Regions from separate parts of the Mus musculus genome. Here region 2 is linked to region 1. A link is a contact called in public HiChIP or PLAC-seq data. All regions are on one chromosome and are shown on one strand. The core of a region is the stretch at or near the end of the contact, and the rest is flanking DNA. Distances in the headings are between cores, read along the strand shown.

Region 1 (3,175 bases), core at 384-2,883:
TAAAGAGCCAACTTCAATTAGAATCTGGGTGTGTGGTATACATGTAACTGGACATTTTATAACATATATATTATAAATGTTGAACTTTCTAGGTCTTTTTTAAAAATCATACTTACTGCCTGTCTGTGTTGGGGGAGAGGTTGAATGTCGGGGTCAGAGAATAGCTTGTTATTAGGTTCTTATTCACTGAAGTTTAAGTGGTCAGGCTTGGTAGCCTGTGCCCTTCCTTACCCACTGAATTTCTTGGTGACTCAATCACAGTTACTTTTCAGTCTTTTATCACTTACTCTTTATGATTGCCTAAAAGATTTCATAAAATTGAGATAGATACATCAAATATCCGAGAGAAAAAGGGTATTAATGTCAAAAGAATTCTCAAAACCATCTTGTGATATATATTAAAATATTTATCCCTATTTCGTAGTGGTTTAATAGTGTTGCCAAAATTAACTCGTTCAGTTTAAAACTTCCTGGAACCGGAGAGACGGCTCAGAGGTTGAGGGCACATGCTACTCTTCCAGAGGCCCAGAGTTCAGTTCCCAGCACCCACATCAGAGTAACACACTACTCTATGTGACTACAGCCCAAGGAGATTCAGTGCCCTCTACTGGCCTCCATGAGCAACTGCAGCTATGGAACACACTTGAATTTAAATGCAATACTTTGCTGCCCCTCATTGTAGCTGATGGAAGGCGCTGCTGTTTTAGCATGTTTTCACTGGTGGGTGTGCTCCCGTGGATTCTATAAGTTTGTGACTTGCCCTGGAACCCATGGCCATGTCCTTTATTCTTAGTCATACTGTTAAGGTCAAATATATCGATGACCCCAGGCAGTTCACCACCCCCATCACCACCAAAGAAAGTGTTATTTTATAAATCTGTGGGTTGCTGTACGCCTCCTAATCAATAAGCAACGGACATGTTGGTTTAGGGCTGCAGCATGGGGGGAGAATTGTATACGTTATTTTCTCATAAAAGTTTTCGTCACGCTCACGGACAACTCTGGGGCCCTGTTGGGTTTAAGTTTTAGGATGTTTCACCGCAAACACTGCTGGGCAGGTCACTTGCTGGCATCATGATGTTTTCTAAGTTGCTGTTTTCCTGGGAAGCATGAGTCTTACAGAAAGTCACTCTCAGACCTAACTTCCGTTTAAATGAGAGGAGTTACTTTGGTCCAGGCCAGCTTTGTGACTGTTATGGTGGGTTTGCCTTTTACACTGTTGCAATTAAGGGCTTATATCAGACCTCAGATATAAAAGTTCTCTAAGGTCCTGAAGAGTAAAATTGGAGATACCACACGGTCAACTCTAAGGCACTTGAAGAATCTCTCTGTAAACAGAGTGAGCAGAGAAGAAGAAAATGTGAAACTCCAGTGACCTCCTCAGGCATGCTTCGAGGACTTTCTTTTCACTGCTTGAATTGCTTGAACCTTGCCCCACCCTTCTAACCCTCCGTTTCTATTTTCAGCTTGGTCCTCATGCCCTGAGAGCCTTGAGGCCGGTGCCTCAGAAGGGTGTGACAAACAGGGATCGCCAAGGAATGTGTATTTGCACGCAGACGGGTATGAGTGTGGGTGTTGTCAGGTGTGAGCAGTGATCACAGCATCTTCGGCCAAGCGGTCCAGCCTCATCAGCTCCTGCCGACAACGCCTCAGCCTGATTACTCAGGCCTGTCTCATTAGCAGCCGCTCCCTTCTGTCACACTCTTCCTAACAGTTGGCCTTTACCCACAGAGGTGTGTGTGTCTCCACCTGGCTCTCAGAGAGCTGAGAGGCTTCAAGCCTTGCACAGGAAGGGGAAGGCACTGAAAGCTGAAGGAGGAGGAGTCAGGAGACCTGAATTTTGTAGTCGATGTGGCAAGTGGCCATGTGACCTGGGTCTCAGCACACACACACACACACACACACACACACACACACACACACACGGTGACACATTTCAAGATGGACAACAAGAGAAATGGAAGTGAATGACCTCTGCAGTTGTAGCTTTTGTGTCGAGTGTCACGGAGACATTGCTCTGCCGTGGAGCAGATCAGCTCCTCCTTTTTCCTCATTAACTCCTTTAAAAACCAATGGTTTGCTACAACCTAGGTTTCCGGTGCTTTTGGCTTAATGCGCTGAGTGTAGCCTTCTGATGTAAAGATGGCTTAGCACAGCACTTCTCAACCTGTGGGTCCTGGCCCCCTTGGGGGGGGGTCAACCAACCCTTTCACGGGAGTCGCCTAAGACCATCAGAAAGCACAGATATTTACATTATGATTCATGACAGTAGCAAAATTACAGTTGTGAAGTATCAGTGAAAATAATGTTATGACTGGAGGTCACCACAACCTGAGGAACCACCTTAGTAAAGTTGAGAGCCACTGGCTTAGCAGCTAAAGGGGCTCACAACAATTCTAACGATATATATTCAGGCCCTCAGCCCCCACGTGATCGAAGGAGAGACCCAACTCCTTCAAATTGTCCTCTGATCTCCCTATACGTTGACATGGTGTGTGTATGCCCAGATATATTTGTCGACACGCAAACGTGAGTAAATCTAACAACCTTTAAGATGTCCTTATTTTTAATTGTACATATGTGTGCATACATGAGTGAGAGTACTCTCAGCGGCCAGAAGGGGGTATCAGGTTCCCCGCAGCAGGAATTACAGGCTAATAGAAGCTAGACAATGTGGGTGCTGACAGCTTAGCAAGCCCAAGCGGTCCTCCTGTCTCCGTGCCCTGCCACCGTTTTAAGGTCACATGTGTCTCATGGCCATGTTTGACTTTTTGTGTAAGTGTTGGAGAGTCACAGTCTTATCCACTGATCTCACTGCAGTGTAGGAGTAGATGCTAAATGTCTGTGATATGTGTGATATTGCTGTGGGTAGGGAAAGCATTTAAGGCCATCATATTATAGTGTAACTATTAGTGAGCCTGGGGGATTTTGGGGTACTTAAAAAGCAAAATTCCACCCCACGCCGTTCCTCCTCTTTTCCAACTGAGTGGTTTGTGGTTTCTTGTCTATGAGCAGCCTACACATGACTGTCTACAGATGGCGATCTTTTTATCTCGTATAGCCCCGTCATTTCATTGACATCTGCGTTCCCTTTTATTCCTGGCACGGAGCTGGGCCGGAAGTGCTGCATGACACGGGAAGTTAGCTAAGCACAAGGTCACGGGGAGCGTTCCCC
Region 2 (3,175 bases), core at 271-2,770, 140 kb before region 1:
CCCTCCCTCTTCCTTCTTCTCTTTCTCCTCTTCCCCTCCCTCCCCCTCCCTCTTCCTCTTCCTCCTCTACCTCCCTCTCTCTACCTTCTTCTCTTTCTCCTCCTCCCCTCCTTCCCCCTCTTCCTCCTCCTCCTCTTCTTCCTCCTGCTCCTCCTCCTCCTCCTTCTCCTCTTCCTCTTCCTCCTCCTCCTCCTCCTCCTCCTCCTCCTCCTCCTCCTCCTCCTCCTCCTCCTCCTCCTCCTCCTCCTTCTTCTTCTTCTTCTTCTTCTTCTTCTTCTTCTTCTTCTTCTTCTTCTTCTTCTTCTTCTTCTTCTCCTCCTTCTTCTTTTTCTTCTTTGTCACTACTGAGATGTGTTGAAAAGCTAGGAACATAGCTCAGTGGTAGAGCACCTGCTTAGGTTTCACAAGGTCCTGGGTTTGATCCTCACCACTACAGGAACATAATGTTTGAGTGGTTCTCAAGCTTCCCAATACTGTAACCCTTCCACACAGTTCCTAATGTTATGGTGAACACCCTCCCAACCATAAAATTATTTCATTGCTACTTTATTACTATAATTTGGTACTCCTACAAATCATAATGTAAAGACCTGATACGTGACCCCAAAGGGGCAGTGACCCACACTGCTGCTCTAACCAGGTTGGATTCCAGGTGTTAGACAAAGGTGCAGGAACAGAACCGTGGAGTGTAGCAGAGGGCTTGCTCCTCTACATGAACCAACTTCATGGCTTCTGGGTGCCTTCCTATCACTTCTGCTTCTCATCGTGGCCACCAACCTTAGGTGTACCACAGCGCTAATCCAACGTACTCTCCAAGGACCCCAAAGACGGGTTTCCACAAATGGCACTTTGCTGTGTACAGATGGCACGGGAAGAATAGATTTTTCTTGTTAACAGTTTAGCTAAAACTGCATGTTAATATTTCTACTTGACCACTTGAGGTCAACAAAAATGTGTCCTAAAGAATTTACGGTAACTAAGTGGTGAGGAGACAGTCAGGACATGATGGATCTTGACCATCATGGGGATCTGTACCTTTGAGACGTGGGCAGAGCAGAATCTTGAAGCTAGGGTTTCTCTGCTTCCAAATCCTTGCACAGGCCCTTCAGAAACCCTTTGACTGCTTCTTATGATAATTTTGTAAGCTGTTGCTTCCAAAGACTACCTCTACCTGGCACTCTTCAACCCCTTGCCTCCCTTCCATAGGTTTCAGGCCTGGTTGACTGAATCCTTCCCTGATGATAGATTTGCATAAGCTGTGCCCACGCATATGCTAATGAAATACATTCAACTTTCTTTTATACTAGTTTGTGAAACTTAGAAAAAAGAATTTTTTTTTTTTTTTGCCAGCCTGCAAAATAGGAAAATGAAAGGGCTGTGTGAGTCTCCCTCCACTAGGTGTTTACAAGGAAGCACGTATCTTAGGTACTTAGCAAATAACACGGTTGGGTTTATTTAACTTGTAGTGATTGTGCTCTGAATTTTCCAAGCCTGTGAATCATATTTGTGACTCATATTTTCAAGGGAATTCCCCCATCTGACTTTCCTCTCAGTTCGAGTCGGGTATAGCCTGGCAGGCTCGCTTAGGAACTGAGCAAAATCGAACTGGCTAGCTCCTTAGCTTGTCCCACCCCTCCTCAAGAAAAATTAATTTCGTTGCTACTGCGTGAGACGATTTCTCTGTCTTTCAGCATGGAAACTTGAATGTGGGTTCTCCTGCTAGGCAGTCACTTGTTGCTGGTGACTGATTTGTTGAAGAGTTGCTGATTTCTAGTGTGCGGAATTGGTTTCTTCCTTTTTTTCTTTTTTCCTGAGTTCCTTAAGTTCCTAGTCTGGTGTTTGGAAGAAAAGATAATTTAATGTAGGCTATTTGTTTTATTGCGTCCAATAATCAAAAAGTAACATTTCCGGCAGGGGCAACACTGGGAGAGGAAATACTTTGAAAGTATAAACCTGTTTTCAAAAAGATGGAATCAAGCACTTGCCTGTAAAAAGGTGCAGAATGAATCAGTGGTGGCATGTGTCAGCCAATTAAAGGTTCTGTTGGCTACCTGTAGGGATTTTGCAATAATTTTATTGCCTGGGAAGACCACTCAGGTCTCTTCAATAGGCCCAGAAGACCGAATCTTTTCCTGATGGTAAATATGCATGAACTATGCCCATGTGTGTGTGTGTGTGTGTGAGTGAGTGAGTGAGAGAGAGAGAGAGAGAGAGAGAGAGAGATGCAAAACAGGATGACTGCCAACAGAATTGGTCGCATGCTTTGTCCACCCCAGGTAAGTCTGCCCCAGTGGCCTGCTTGGCAACAAAACACTTCTCCATGACTTAGAAGCCCTACAGGGTTGGGAAATGAGAGAAACAGGGAAGACAAGACAGCAGAGAGTGGGAAACCTGACTGTGTGGGCGGCAGGAGCTGGTTAACGGTGTGGCTTTCAGTTCCTGCTTCGCTTCTATGGTCGTGAGTTTGGGAAAGCTACTCATTTCTCTGGAATCTGTGCCCTTCCTCATAAGAGGAAGGCTGTTGTCTCCAGGTGATGCTCCGAGGATTCCTTCCCTTCAAGAAAGGAAATTCTGTGTGTCTCAGGCAGAAGAGAGCGGACTCATTCGGGTGATGGAATCAGGGAGTAAACGCTGCTGAAAGTGGGACCACGTTGATGCTGAGGGTGGCCTAGATCCCAAGGTAGGACTGGTGATGTGGGTGAGACGGAAAACTGTTTGCCAGGCAAGCGTGAAGATGTGAGTCAGATTCCCAACACCCTTTAAAAAGCCAGGCGCATTGGCACATGCCCGTAATCCCAAGTGCTAGGAAACCATGCAGGCGATGGTTTCTTCCTGTGATCAGTGACTTTCACAGGGGAAGACCAGTCTAAGTTCAGGTGAATTGGCTTGCATCTTGAAAACACTTCCCTAGGAGCCATATTTCCCATCCATAACTGTGTCCCTACTCCTTCCCCAGAGCAGCAGCCTCCACTCTGACTCTGTCCTCTGGGTGTGATTGGTTTTCCTGCTTCCCGTCCGTTCCACATCTGCTTCTGTGTTTCAGGTGTTTCTGGAAGCCCAGAGGCATAGTCAGTTGTCTCCTGCACTCTGAAGTCCCATTGAGTGACTTCTCTTGCAGATCCAGGCACAGTCGTTTATCTTGTCAAGGTCCCGCATAAAGAATCAGCCCTGTTAT

What was found. HiChIP or PLAC-seq counts read pairs in DNA pulled down with a chosen protein or histone mark.
Region 2: a FOXA1 HiChIP or PLAC-seq map of pancreatic cancer cells shows a contact between it and region 1. The contact joins two enhancer-like sites. A contact is called at or near these places in 12 of 484 Hi-C or Micro-C datasets (the C2C12 cell line, CD4 T cells, the G1E-ER4 cell line and 7 more) and 8 of 115 datasets of contacts at active chromatin or transcription factors (CD8 T cells, bone marrow-derived dendritic cells, bone marrow-derived macrophages and 5 more).

What each region holds. Positions count from the first base shown.
Region 1 is chr13:45,693,644-45,696,818 of GRCm38.p6, reverse strand. The region is part of intron 6 of Atxn1 (ataxin 1); the gene reads left to right. Among named protein-coding and RNA genes, the nearest start is that of Gm34582, 170 kb to the right of the region's middle. Within about 2 kb of position 1,633, at least 42 of the 459 cell types and tissues checked have an H3K27ac peak or open chromatin away from gene starts, as enhancers often do. A contact at or near this core is called in Th1 cells, embryonic fibroblasts and pancreatic cancer cells, where this site is marked.
Region 2 is chr13:45,836,091-45,839,265 of GRCm38.p6, reverse strand. The region is part of intron 3 of Atxn1 (ataxin 1); the gene reads left to right. Among named protein-coding and RNA genes, the nearest start is that of Atxn1, 130 kb to the left of the region's middle. Within about 2 kb of position 1,520, at least 46 of the 459 cell types and tissues checked have an H3K27ac peak or open chromatin away from gene starts, as enhancers often do. A contact at or near this core is called in Th1 cells, embryonic fibroblasts and pancreatic cancer cells, where this site is marked.